Linked DNA regions of Rattus norvegicus: regions 2 and 3 are each linked to region 1. A link is a contact called in public Hi-C data. All regions are on one chromosome and are shown on one strand. Each heading gives the region's core, a stretch centred on a gene start, on an enhancer-like site or on the middle of the called end of the contact. The rest is flanking DNA. Distances are from core to core; before and after follow the strand shown. Region 1 overlaps Tpi1l2 (triosephosphate isomerase 1 like 2). Region 2 overlaps Tpi1l2 (triosephosphate isomerase 1 like 2). Region 3 overlaps Tpi1l2 (triosephosphate isomerase 1 like 2).

Region 1 (3,278 bases), core at 368-2,867:
TGGGAAGTAAAGAAAAGAAAAATAAAAGTGTAATCTTATTCTCGAGAGGGTATCTTGTAAATAGTACCAATTAAAAGGCTCCACAGCCAGAGGGACCTGCAATAATTTAGGATGAAGTAAGGGGTGGTGGGCCAAGAGGGCACTGGGCAATGAGTCATCAGAACTCCTAATCCCAGGTCAGCAGTAACTTTGAGCAAGTCATACCTGTTTTGACCATGGAAGGGGCTAGGCCTCGCACCTTCCACTGGACACCGGCAGCTATATACTTCATGGTTCTGAGAAGTTCAGGGACTTAAGAATGTGACAGCAGTGTTAACACATTGGAGTGTTGGCATTTCCCAGTCATGTTTGTTACCTATAAATAGTCTTCATCTGTGACTCAAGTGACCACCTTAGGCCACGGGTGAAGTTGTGACCCGACGGATCCTATGATCTTTGAGGAGTTGGCTTTGAGTCTGTGAAATCCTCCTAAGTAGTTCTGCTCCCAGAAGCCTTTGTGCTATGCAGTGTTAAAGCAATCCTGGCCCAGGTGGGCACCTATCAAGTCTAGGGAAAGGCAAACTTGCAGGCTGATGGAATTATCTGCATGGCTTTGCTTACTACAGTCTAGAGCAAAGCCAATGGCTTCTGAGGTCTTTCTTCAACAAAGTGTGGCAGAAGTTCAACCCATGAGGAAGTGACACAGAGAGGTAGTGAGCCCCCCGGCTTAACTTTGGCCTAGGTGAGATTGGACTGATAGTTCTTTTGTTCAGGTCATAAGTTGGCTCTTAACTGGTAAATGGTTATGTGCTCCCTGTATGGCCTCTTTAGGTGGGAACATGCCTTGGTTAGATAGTTGTTCAAAACGGCGTGCTATGTGGAATCTGACGGTGGAGCCTACTTCCAACTTGGCCCCTTTAGTCTTCACACAGAGATGGACACACATAATCCTGGTAACTGAGAGTGGCCTGAGCTACTTAGGGAGAGCTTATCTCAAGCAAAAACAGTATAAATGACGCAAAGACAAAATAAGAGGAAAGGTTGTGCTGTTTTCCCTGTGAACCAGAGCTCCCAGGAAGAAGCAATGTCTAGGCTAGCATTCTACAAAGGCTGATTGGCTGTTTGGAACTTCGGTAGTTGGAGGCCTGGAAAGATGGCTCAGTGGTTTAGAGCATTGGCTGCTCTTCCAGAGGACTCTGGATGGATTCCGTACACCCACATGACAGCTAATAATTGGCTATAATGCCGGGTCCAGGGAATCCAGCGCCCTCTTCTGGCCCCAGAGGCAGAGAATGCATTAGATGCACAAGCACGTCGTAAGCTGGGGATGTGTCCTCCTATGACCTAGCATGACTACTTACTTGCTTCAGATCACCTCTTCATTGCTTAATGAATGATGGCGAGAGATAACCGCATGTTTAGTACACAGACAAGGTTTTGTTATTTTCAATCCACGGTCGGTTGAGTGTGCAAATGTGGAGCCTCTGAGCGCAGAGTACCGACTGAGTCACTGCTCATCCCTAGCCTTCATTTTGAGGACAAATGCCAAAGAGCTGCCTCTGCCAGCCCATCTTCACACACCCAGAGCCTCACCCCTGGCTGGCCTTGCTGCCTGCCAGACCTCCTCATTTCCCAACAGCTAGCTTTGCAGCCCATGCAGAGGGAAGGAAGTGGGTCACACGGCAAGCACATGTTAGGGGTGGGCACGCCTGCAGCAGGCAGTGGAAGGGCAGAGCTCTGGCGGTTTCTCCTTCCTACTTTCTTATGATTTAGTAACTTTCCAAACTCATTCATGAGTGGGCCTGTTCTAGACTAAGTTCTGTTTAAGCCAGCAAAGTCCTAAAGGTGCTTTTGCTCCACCCTAAGAGAGAAGCAACATTCCAGAAGATACTCAGCAAGCCTCCGTGGAAGCCACAGCCGAGACACAGGCCGCCACACTCATAGTGTGATCCCTTATTGTCCCAGCAACACTACTTTATGCCTCAGAGTCACCCTTCATGATGTGACAAGACCAAAGTGTTAAAGACCTTAAATTAGTATATACCGTTCATACAGATAATGGATTTTATTATGAGGTTATCATACATTTACAGTGTACTCAAATCATATTTACAACCTCACTAAGCCTCATCTCCTCTCCTCCGTCCCATGGGCCACCTTCCTCTATTCAAGTCATCCCTGCTGTGGTCTAGGAGGCTGTGGACCCATAAGAAGTGGGGTCTGGCTGGCAGAAGTAGACTCCAGCAGTAGGGCTTCGAAGGTTTCTGGTTCAGATTCCACTCCCTCTGCTTCCAAGCCATCTCTGCATAAATGATCCCTGCCAAGTTCCTCCACCCTTGTAGACTGAGTCCTTCTGTGCCTTCTGTGTTATCATGGGGTAGCACGAGATAACCACAAATCAAGAAACCACCTCCTGGCAAGCTATTTCTGTCACATTTATAGCTGTAGTTCTTTCTGTCACATTTGTAGCTGTAGTGCAAATGTCTTTAAAATGCCCCCCTTTCTTTCGTGTCTTTCTACTTATCTCTATATTCTTCACATGAAGAAAAAAAAAAAAACATGTAGCATTTGACTCTGAGTCTAATGGATTTCATTTCGTACAATGACCTTTATGCCCACCCCTTTCTCTACAGATGATACAATTTCATTCTTTATGACTGAATAGAGATTCGTTGTGTCTATATTCCACATCTCCTTTAACCTTTGATAGGTACTAGGCTAGGTTTATAGCATGGCTACTGTGAATAGTGTACACAAAGATGGGCGTACAAGAGTCTACTTCATGTGATGGTTTGATCCCTCTAGGTCATACTCAGGATTAGTGTAACCAACCCATTTGGTAGTTCTAGCTTTCATTTTTTGAGATTTATACTAATTCCCATAGTCACTGGGCTAATTTGTATTTCTACAACCAAGAAGACAAATTCTTAGCCAAAAACAATACCAGATAACCATATTGTCTTCATGTCCTTGTTGCACCCCATAATATTCACAGGCAGACCACGACTGTAAGAATCAGTCCCCATCAGCAAAATGAAATATATGTAGTCATTTGGTTTTTAAACTAGAGAATGACCTGGAATTAGGATGGCTGTGAAGACCAGAGGTTTTCAGTCTCAGCAATGTGAACTTTTGGGATAGGGTTCATCTTGTACATCTGGGGTTCCAGAGAAATAAATTTGATTTCAGTAGAGTCCTGGAGCATGGCTCTCCAAATATACGCTGACCTTTCCATGCTAGGGCAAAGGGCAGGGTGAGGAGAATATGAAAGTGTACTTAAAAGCAAAATCGAAATTGAC
Region 2 (3,677 bases), core at 1,107-3,606, 210 kb after region 1:
CAAGTTGCTTTGGGTATGGTTTTACCACAGAAATAGAAACTCTGAGACATGCCTTCCTCAGAATTACTGCACCTTCACCTATACTTCTCAAAGGTTTGCCCAGAGCTCCCATATGCTCTCCCTACTGAAGCACCCCCTCCCCAGCCACCCCTAAAAAGATCAAGTCTAACTAAGCCTTGGAATTAGTCAAGGTAAGGAAGAAATTATTCTTTAATATTTTGGCATAAACAAAAAAGCAAACCAGAAACTGGTTTTCTTCCAAGACAGACAGAGCAGATCCTGACCAAAATAGGCCGCCAGAGCCCAGTCACATCCCAGTTTCCCAAAGAATCTCAAACCTTTTTGTACAGGGTGGGCAAGCTCTGAGCTTCCTGGCAAAGGGCTTCTTTGATACAAGTCTAATACTCTTCTTGTTCCAGACCCCCTGAGCTAATCTCAGATACAGCGACTTGGGTCTGCTCTGCTCGTGTGTGTGTGTGTGTGTGTGTGTGTGTGTGTGTGTGTGTGTATGAAAGAGAGAGAGTGTGTGCATGAATATGAGTGGGTGTATGTGTGTGTGAGTGTGTGTAAGAGTGTGTGTGTTTGTGTGTGTGTGTGTGTGTGTGTGTGTGTGTGCATATGTGGATGTGTGGATATGAGTGCCCCTGTGCATGTGGTCTGACATGCTTCTCTTTTGTCTCCCCGTGTGCTTTTGTGACATTCATTATCTGTATTTTACAAGGTAGAGGTTGTCCCATCTTGTACCCATCATCCCTCTGCTACTCCCTCCAGCTCCATCTTCCCCACCCCTCCTCTCAGGTATACCCCACCCCTCCTCTCAGGTATACCCCACCCCTCTCCTCAGGTATACCCCATGCCCCTTGTTCTCTGTACTGTGAGTCCACTTTCCAGCCAGTGTCAATGATGGGTATAGTCAGCCTTTCCTTTTTATAGAATACAGCTTGTGAGCCATCGTAAGCCACCTGGCCCTCTCCCCTGCCATCTACATTAATGAAACTTACCAAAGTGCCTTATATCACTCCCTGCTTGGCTACAGGGAGAGCTCCCCCAGGTCTAACCTAACACCACTCCATCTAATCACGAGCTCTAACCTAACCCCACTCCATCTAATCACTACCTCTCCAAGGGGCCCCCCACAGGAGCATCTGCCCCCTAAAAGGCCCAGGATTCTGATCTTACCTATTCCTTATGTTTCTCAGCCATTTTATGTATCAATTGGCTCTTTAATGCACCACTGGCTAAAGAAAGCACTACTACCCCAAGCCAAGACCATATCCTGACCTCCTAGAGTGTGTTTCCCAGGGGCCAGAGTCAGTACAGGTAAATACCATCAATACCAGTGTCCACCCCAACCCAGCAGTCAGTGCTCATACATGTGTCTGTCATTCCCTCCATCTACCATGTTGACTCCCACCCTACTCATTCTCAGAGAACCTACCCCCAACAATGAGGCAGAGACAGGAAGCTCGCCCTATGGCCACATTTGCTGGCTCCAGATGATTAGAACCATGGGAGCACCCATCTTAAGACTTCCTTAAGGTCAAGAAGATGAGACAGCAGGTAAAGGAACTTGCCACCAAGGTCTGAAGATCCAAGTTCGATTCCCAGGACCCACGTGGTGGAGCAAGAGAATCAACCCCACAAGTTGTCCTTTGACACCTGTCCTGTGGTATACCACCTATACACACATACAAACACACACACACACACACACACACACACACACACACACACACACACATTTCCAAAGAATTCCTGATAGAGCCCATCTTGACAGGGAGTACTGAGTGCCTCACTGGAGAATACTGAGTGCGTTGATAAAGACTATTAAAGGCCTTCCTGGAAATATTGGGTCCATCACTGGAGAACACTGGGTAGGTATCTTGCTTGGGAGTATCGGAAGACTTTTTAAGCTGGAAGACTCCTGAGCACCATGGCAACCCCAGTCCTCAGACAGGCCTGAGTGATGAGGAGCCTTGGAAACTCATCCTGTCAAGAAAGAGGAATGAGGTGAACATACCCAAGGGGTGAGAGAGCAGGTCAGGGAGTGAGGAGCTCCTAGAGAGGCCTCCAGTTCCCATGACGTCAGCCTCACCTTCCTTCCATGCTTCCTGAGAGTCCCCGACACCATCAAACCGATCCCATTTCTACTCGGGCTAAGGTCTTTGTTCCTCGCCACCAACCCATTCTTGACTGAGATACCTTTCAACACAGCTGCTGCATTGTCCGCACCGCCCACTTTCCATTCTTCTCTTCTGCCGGAATCTGTTTGCCCGCGACTATTGATACAGTCACACAGCACACAGAGCCTTGTTCTTCCCTTGAACAAATGCTGCCTGGCCTCATCCCAAAGACAACAAGCGGCAGCTCATGACTTAATCACACAACAGGTGAGCCGCGCCGCGCCAACACTTACACCAACTTGTCTCCAACCCACTGGAATTCCCTGCCTGCTGGAGTTCCCCAGCAACAATCCTGACCCTGTGGATTAATTTGTGGCACAACCAGAAGTGTGTGGCACCTGTGGCCCCCAGCAGCAGGATGCATTCCAGCTGCGAGGGCTGAGCCCTGCGTAGGAGGAAGCATGGGCAAGAAGGCTTCCGAGAGCCCTCAGAAGATGGGCACATTCTGTCTCCTCTGGACAAGGATTAACCACCCTCTGAAACCAGCTCCCTTCTGCTACAAGTCAGCCTTTCTCTCATTCGCTCTGAGTGAAAGTGACCTTCCTCCAAGTTTTAGTGTGACTTTGTCCAGAACCAGCCATCTGTGGTTCTAGACTACTGCGCAGAACTGAAGTCCCAACCGCTCACTGTTCTAGAATTGTCTGTGCAGTGCTGCTCTCTGGGAATATGAATGGTTATGCTACCTCATGTTGTTCTCATGCTCCCTCTCCTCTCCCTCTCCCTCTCCTCTCCCTCTCCCTCTCCCTCTCCCTCTCCCTCTCCCTCCCCTCTCCCTCTCCCTCTCCCTCTCCCTCTCCCTCTCCCTCTCCCTCTCCCTCTTCCCCCCATCTCTCCCTCCCTCTTTGCCTCCCTCCCTTGCCCAATACTCATTTCTAGCTCTCGCCTCCTCACTTGATGAAGTGAAGTGCTTGATGCCACAGACCTCACAAGTCCTTTTGGGAACACTTCCAAACAGGACAGACACACTGTGCTGAGCACTGCTAACAAGTGGCAGTCCTTTTTCCCTTTGGACAAGGCCCACAGTTTTGACAGGCTTCACAACGCCCCCTGCCTGTCCTTCCTCGAAGCTTGCTCTTTCAAGGGCCACTGTTTGCAGTGGAGGCTGGCACTCTACATTAGAAAGGCCAAGAGCGTGTTCTTTTTGTTCAATTCATTTTTTTTAAGTTTTCACTTTTAAGTGAGTTGTTAAGACATAAGGACTGTGCATACTTATAGGGCACCATATGCTGTTTGATACATATATACGTGTTATGATATTTAAATTAGGATAAGCATATCCTTTTGTCTTTTTTGTGGTGCCGGAGATGATCAAGTTCACATCCTGCACTTGCTAAACCGGCCCTCGGCCCATTTCCTTATAGTGAAGCCATTCCAAATGCCTTCTTGAGAGGCTTCATACAATGCACCATTGTTTTCTCAAGCCACCCTGCCACCTTGCTCCTATCCAACTATGGCTCGGGACCCATTGAGCAATGTGTGTCCTTTATGCTGATT
Region 3 (3,316 bases), core at 68-2,567, 230 kb after region 1:
GCTCTGAGAACTAGCATGGAGAGGAACAAGTCCCAGGAGAGGACCCCAGGTAACCAAGGTGACCCTCTAGTGCTGGCGGCCGTGGAAACCGTTCTACCCTTTGGAAGGTAAACTGCCAATACGTGTTAAAATTGGGTACACATAGCAACCGTAGCTCAAGATAACCATTTTACAGAAGCCGAGACTTCGCTGTTTGCATGCACTCTGGTCACAGCTCTGCTGATGATGGGAAACACCTGGAAACAGGCCGGACGTCTGTCAAATAAGCCATGGGGGTGTAGCTTAGTGATAGAGCACCTGCCTAGCATATGGGAGACCCCAGATGCACTTCCCCCCACACTGCAAAAAAAATAAACAAGTCTTCCAAATTAGGGTTGACTAGAAACATAAGCACAGTTTTCATATATGCTACTATGAAACCCTTGAGTAAGTATTCTCTCTATATATTGGTCTAGGAAGACCTCCATAATGTACTCTACATTGAAAAACAATATGCAAATTAACAACCCAATCAATCCCATGGTGGATCCTGAAATTATGGATCGTACTGAGCCATATATATATATAAAACCTACATACGCTCTTTTTACTTTTTTTTTTAATTTCTAAAAATATTCCGTGTAGTTGAGTATATCTGTGCGTGGGCGTAGCTCATGAGTTCAAGTCCCCCTGGAGGCCAGAAGAGGGCATCAGATTCTCTGCGGTGGGGTTACAAGGACCTGGGAGCTGCCAATTGTGGTGCTGGCCACTGAAGCTGGGTCCTCGGCAAGAACATTGTTCCTCTTTTGCATGCAGTCTATCTCCAGTCCCTATTCTCTCATTCACACAATTAAATTATAAAATGTAACTGATACACTAGGCACAGTAAAAGATGAACACTAAGATTGTAGCAATATACTATGTACCGTTTCTTTGTATCTTTCCTCCCCCAAAACATCCAACTGTCCTATGCTCAGCTCTTTTATGATGTTAAGGAATGAAGTAAGGTGAGTGGCATGGGAGTTGTCACACACTATTACACCACTCCTTGTAATGACGTCAGGAGGACGTTCAACCTGCCATGATGATGCCATTGACCGTGGGTGATAGAAACCACAGAGGACAAATTCTTGATAAGAGAGACCTACTGCTATGACATCAGCTCTCTGCTCCAATTCACACACAATCGGTGTTTCTCGGTCTGTGTGTGTATGTGAACACGCACATTTTAGTGTAAGTGGGTACACTTGTGTGCAGGTTTGTTTGGAAGTCAGCGGTTGACATCAGGTGTCTTACTCAATCACTCTGCACAAGGCCAGGTCTCTAGTTGAACCCTGATCTACCTAGTGTTGACAGGCCTCACCTGACTTTGCCTCTGGAGAGCTGGGAAGACGGGTGAGCCCCTCTCACCCACATAGCTTTTTATGTGCGTGCTGGGGACAAGAATTCTCCACTCCATATATTCTTTATTTGTGAAGCCGTCACTCAGCTCATAATTTGTGCCTTATTTAAAAATCCAGGAGGATTTGCATGTAATTATAATATGACAGAACCTGGGTGGGAAAACAGAAGAAGGAAAGGGCTCACCACCAAAGTGTTTTTCTGTTTGATCTTCTGGCTTCTTTACACTTTTTTTTTTCAGTCAACCTGTGGTACTCACAACCTGTGGTACTCATATTTCCTCTTTGTTTCTGTCTCTCTGTTCTCTCTCTGTGTTCTCTCTCTCCCTCTCCCTTTCCTTCCCCCTCTTCCTACCCCTACCCTTACCCCTATCTCTATCTCTCAGACATGGTCTCACTATGTAGCTCTGGTCCTGGAACTCACTTATGTAGACCATACTAGCCTTGAACTCACAAGGATCCCTCTGCCTCTGCCTCTGCCTCTCTGCCTCTCTGCCTCTCTGCCTCTCTGCCTCTCTGCCTCTCTGCCTCTCTGCCTCTCTGCCTCTCTGCCTCTCTGCCTCTCTGCCTCTCTGCCTCTCTGCCTCTCTGCCTCTGCTTCTGCCTCTGCCTCTGCCTCTGCCTCTCTGCCTCTGCCTCTGCCTCTCTCCCTCTGCCTCTCTCCCTCTGCCTCTCTGCCTCTGCCTCTCTGCCTCTGCCTCTCTGCCTCTGCCTCTCTGCCTCTGCCTCTCTGCCTCTGCCTCTGCCTCTCTGCCTCTGCCTCTCTGCCTCTGCCTCTCTGCCTCTGCCTCTCTGCCTCTGCCTCTCTGCCTCTGCCTCTGCCTCTCTGCCTCTGCCTCTCTGCCTCTGCCTCTGCCTCTGCCTCTGCCTCTGCCTCTGCCTCTGCCTCTGCCTCTGCCTTGCCTCCCAAGTTCTGAGATAAGGCCATGCACCACCACACCTGGCTACTCATGGGTCTTGTTGTTTGCAGGGGGAGTATGTCTGCATGCATGCCTTTTTGAGGGTGTCAGATGTCCTGAACCAGGTGTCACAGACAGTTGTGAGCTGCCATGTGGGTACTGGGAAATAAAGCCCAGTCCTCTGAAAGAGCTGCCAGCACTCTTAACTGCTGAGCCATCTCTCTAGCCCCACTACTCAAGTTTTTCAGAGAAGTATAAAAGGTGGAGAGACCCCTGTGCCAGGTAGAGAGAGAAGGCTGCAATCTTTTTATACCCATGATTCCAAACAGCAGCAGGACTGAGAAGTGAGGTTCAGCACTGATGCCTGTAGGGAGGGGAAAAAAGGGCTGTAGGGTAGGTGGTTGAGTAAAGCAATCCAGCATGGTGTCACTGCACCAAGCCACACCCTAACCAAACCCATTATACTGATGTTGCTTCCCCTTCCCTTCCGGGAGAATCACCAGGAACCTACCACACATTTGGCTAATCACGGATTAGTCAGGGGTTCATCAATGCTCCTGAAGAAAAAGAGACCAAGGGGCTGGGGATTTAGCTCAGTGGTAGAGCGCTTACCTAGGAAGCACAAGGCCCTGGGTTCGGTCCCCAGCTCCGAAAAAAAAGAACCAAAAAAAAAAAAAAGAAAAAAGAAAAAGAAAAAGAAAAAGAGACCAAGAGAATCAAGATTCACCCCATCCACTTCATTGGCTTAATTTAAACTGAAGACAAATTTGAGACTCACACAAAGAAAAGACCCTTTAATAGAGACTGCTGTCTGAGGAAGAACTCCCAGAGCGGGGAGTTCTGTGCAGGGGAGACCTCTGAGGGGAGAGATCTTTGAAGGGGAGGAGATCTCTGAGGGGGAAGGAAATCTCTGAGGGGGGAGGAGATCTCTGAGGGGGGACCTCTGGAGGAGAGATCTCTGAGGGAAGAGATCAGTAATGGGGGAGATTTTAGAAAGGGAGAGCTCTAACTGGGCCGGGGACGAGGGGGATTTGAGGG

Evidence for each region. Hi-C and Micro-C count contacts between places; a contact is called where the count stands out from the background.
Region 2: a contact with region 1 is called in a Hi-C map of liver, with 3 times the contacts expected there. The contact joins two enhancer-like sites. A contact is called at or near these places in 2 of 12 Hi-C or Micro-C datasets (Schwann cells and liver).
Region 3: a Hi-C map of liver shows a contact between it and region 1, with 4 times the contacts expected there. The contact joins two enhancer-like sites. A contact is called at or near these places in 2 of 12 Hi-C or Micro-C datasets (Schwann cells and liver).

What each region holds. Positions count from the first base shown.
Region 1 is chr17:27,572,625-27,575,902 of GRCr8, reverse strand. All of the region lies in intron 1 of Tpi1l2 (triosephosphate isomerase 1 like 2), which reads left to right. Among named protein-coding and RNA genes, the nearest start is that of Ly86, 120 kb to the left of the region's middle. Within about 2 kb of position 1,617, at least 10 of the 93 cell types and tissues checked have an H3K27ac peak or open chromatin away from gene starts, as enhancers often do. A contact at or near this core is called in liver, where this site is marked.
Region 2 is chr17:27,366,115-27,369,791 of GRCr8, reverse strand. The region is part of intron 2 of Tpi1l2 (triosephosphate isomerase 1 like 2); the gene reads left to right. Among named protein-coding and RNA genes, the nearest start is that of Rreb1, 160 kb to the right of the region's middle. Within about 2 kb of position 2,356, at least 5 of the 93 cell types and tissues checked have an H3K27ac peak or open chromatin away from gene starts, as enhancers often do. A contact at or near this core is called in liver, where this site is marked.
Region 3 is chr17:27,343,657-27,346,972 of GRCr8, reverse strand. All of the region lies in intron 2 of Tpi1l2 (triosephosphate isomerase 1 like 2), which reads left to right. Among named protein-coding and RNA genes, the nearest start is that of Rreb1, 140 kb to the right of the region's middle. Within about 2 kb of position 1,317, at least 3 of the 93 cell types and tissues checked have an H3K27ac peak or open chromatin away from gene starts, as enhancers often do. A contact at or near this core is called in liver, where this site is marked.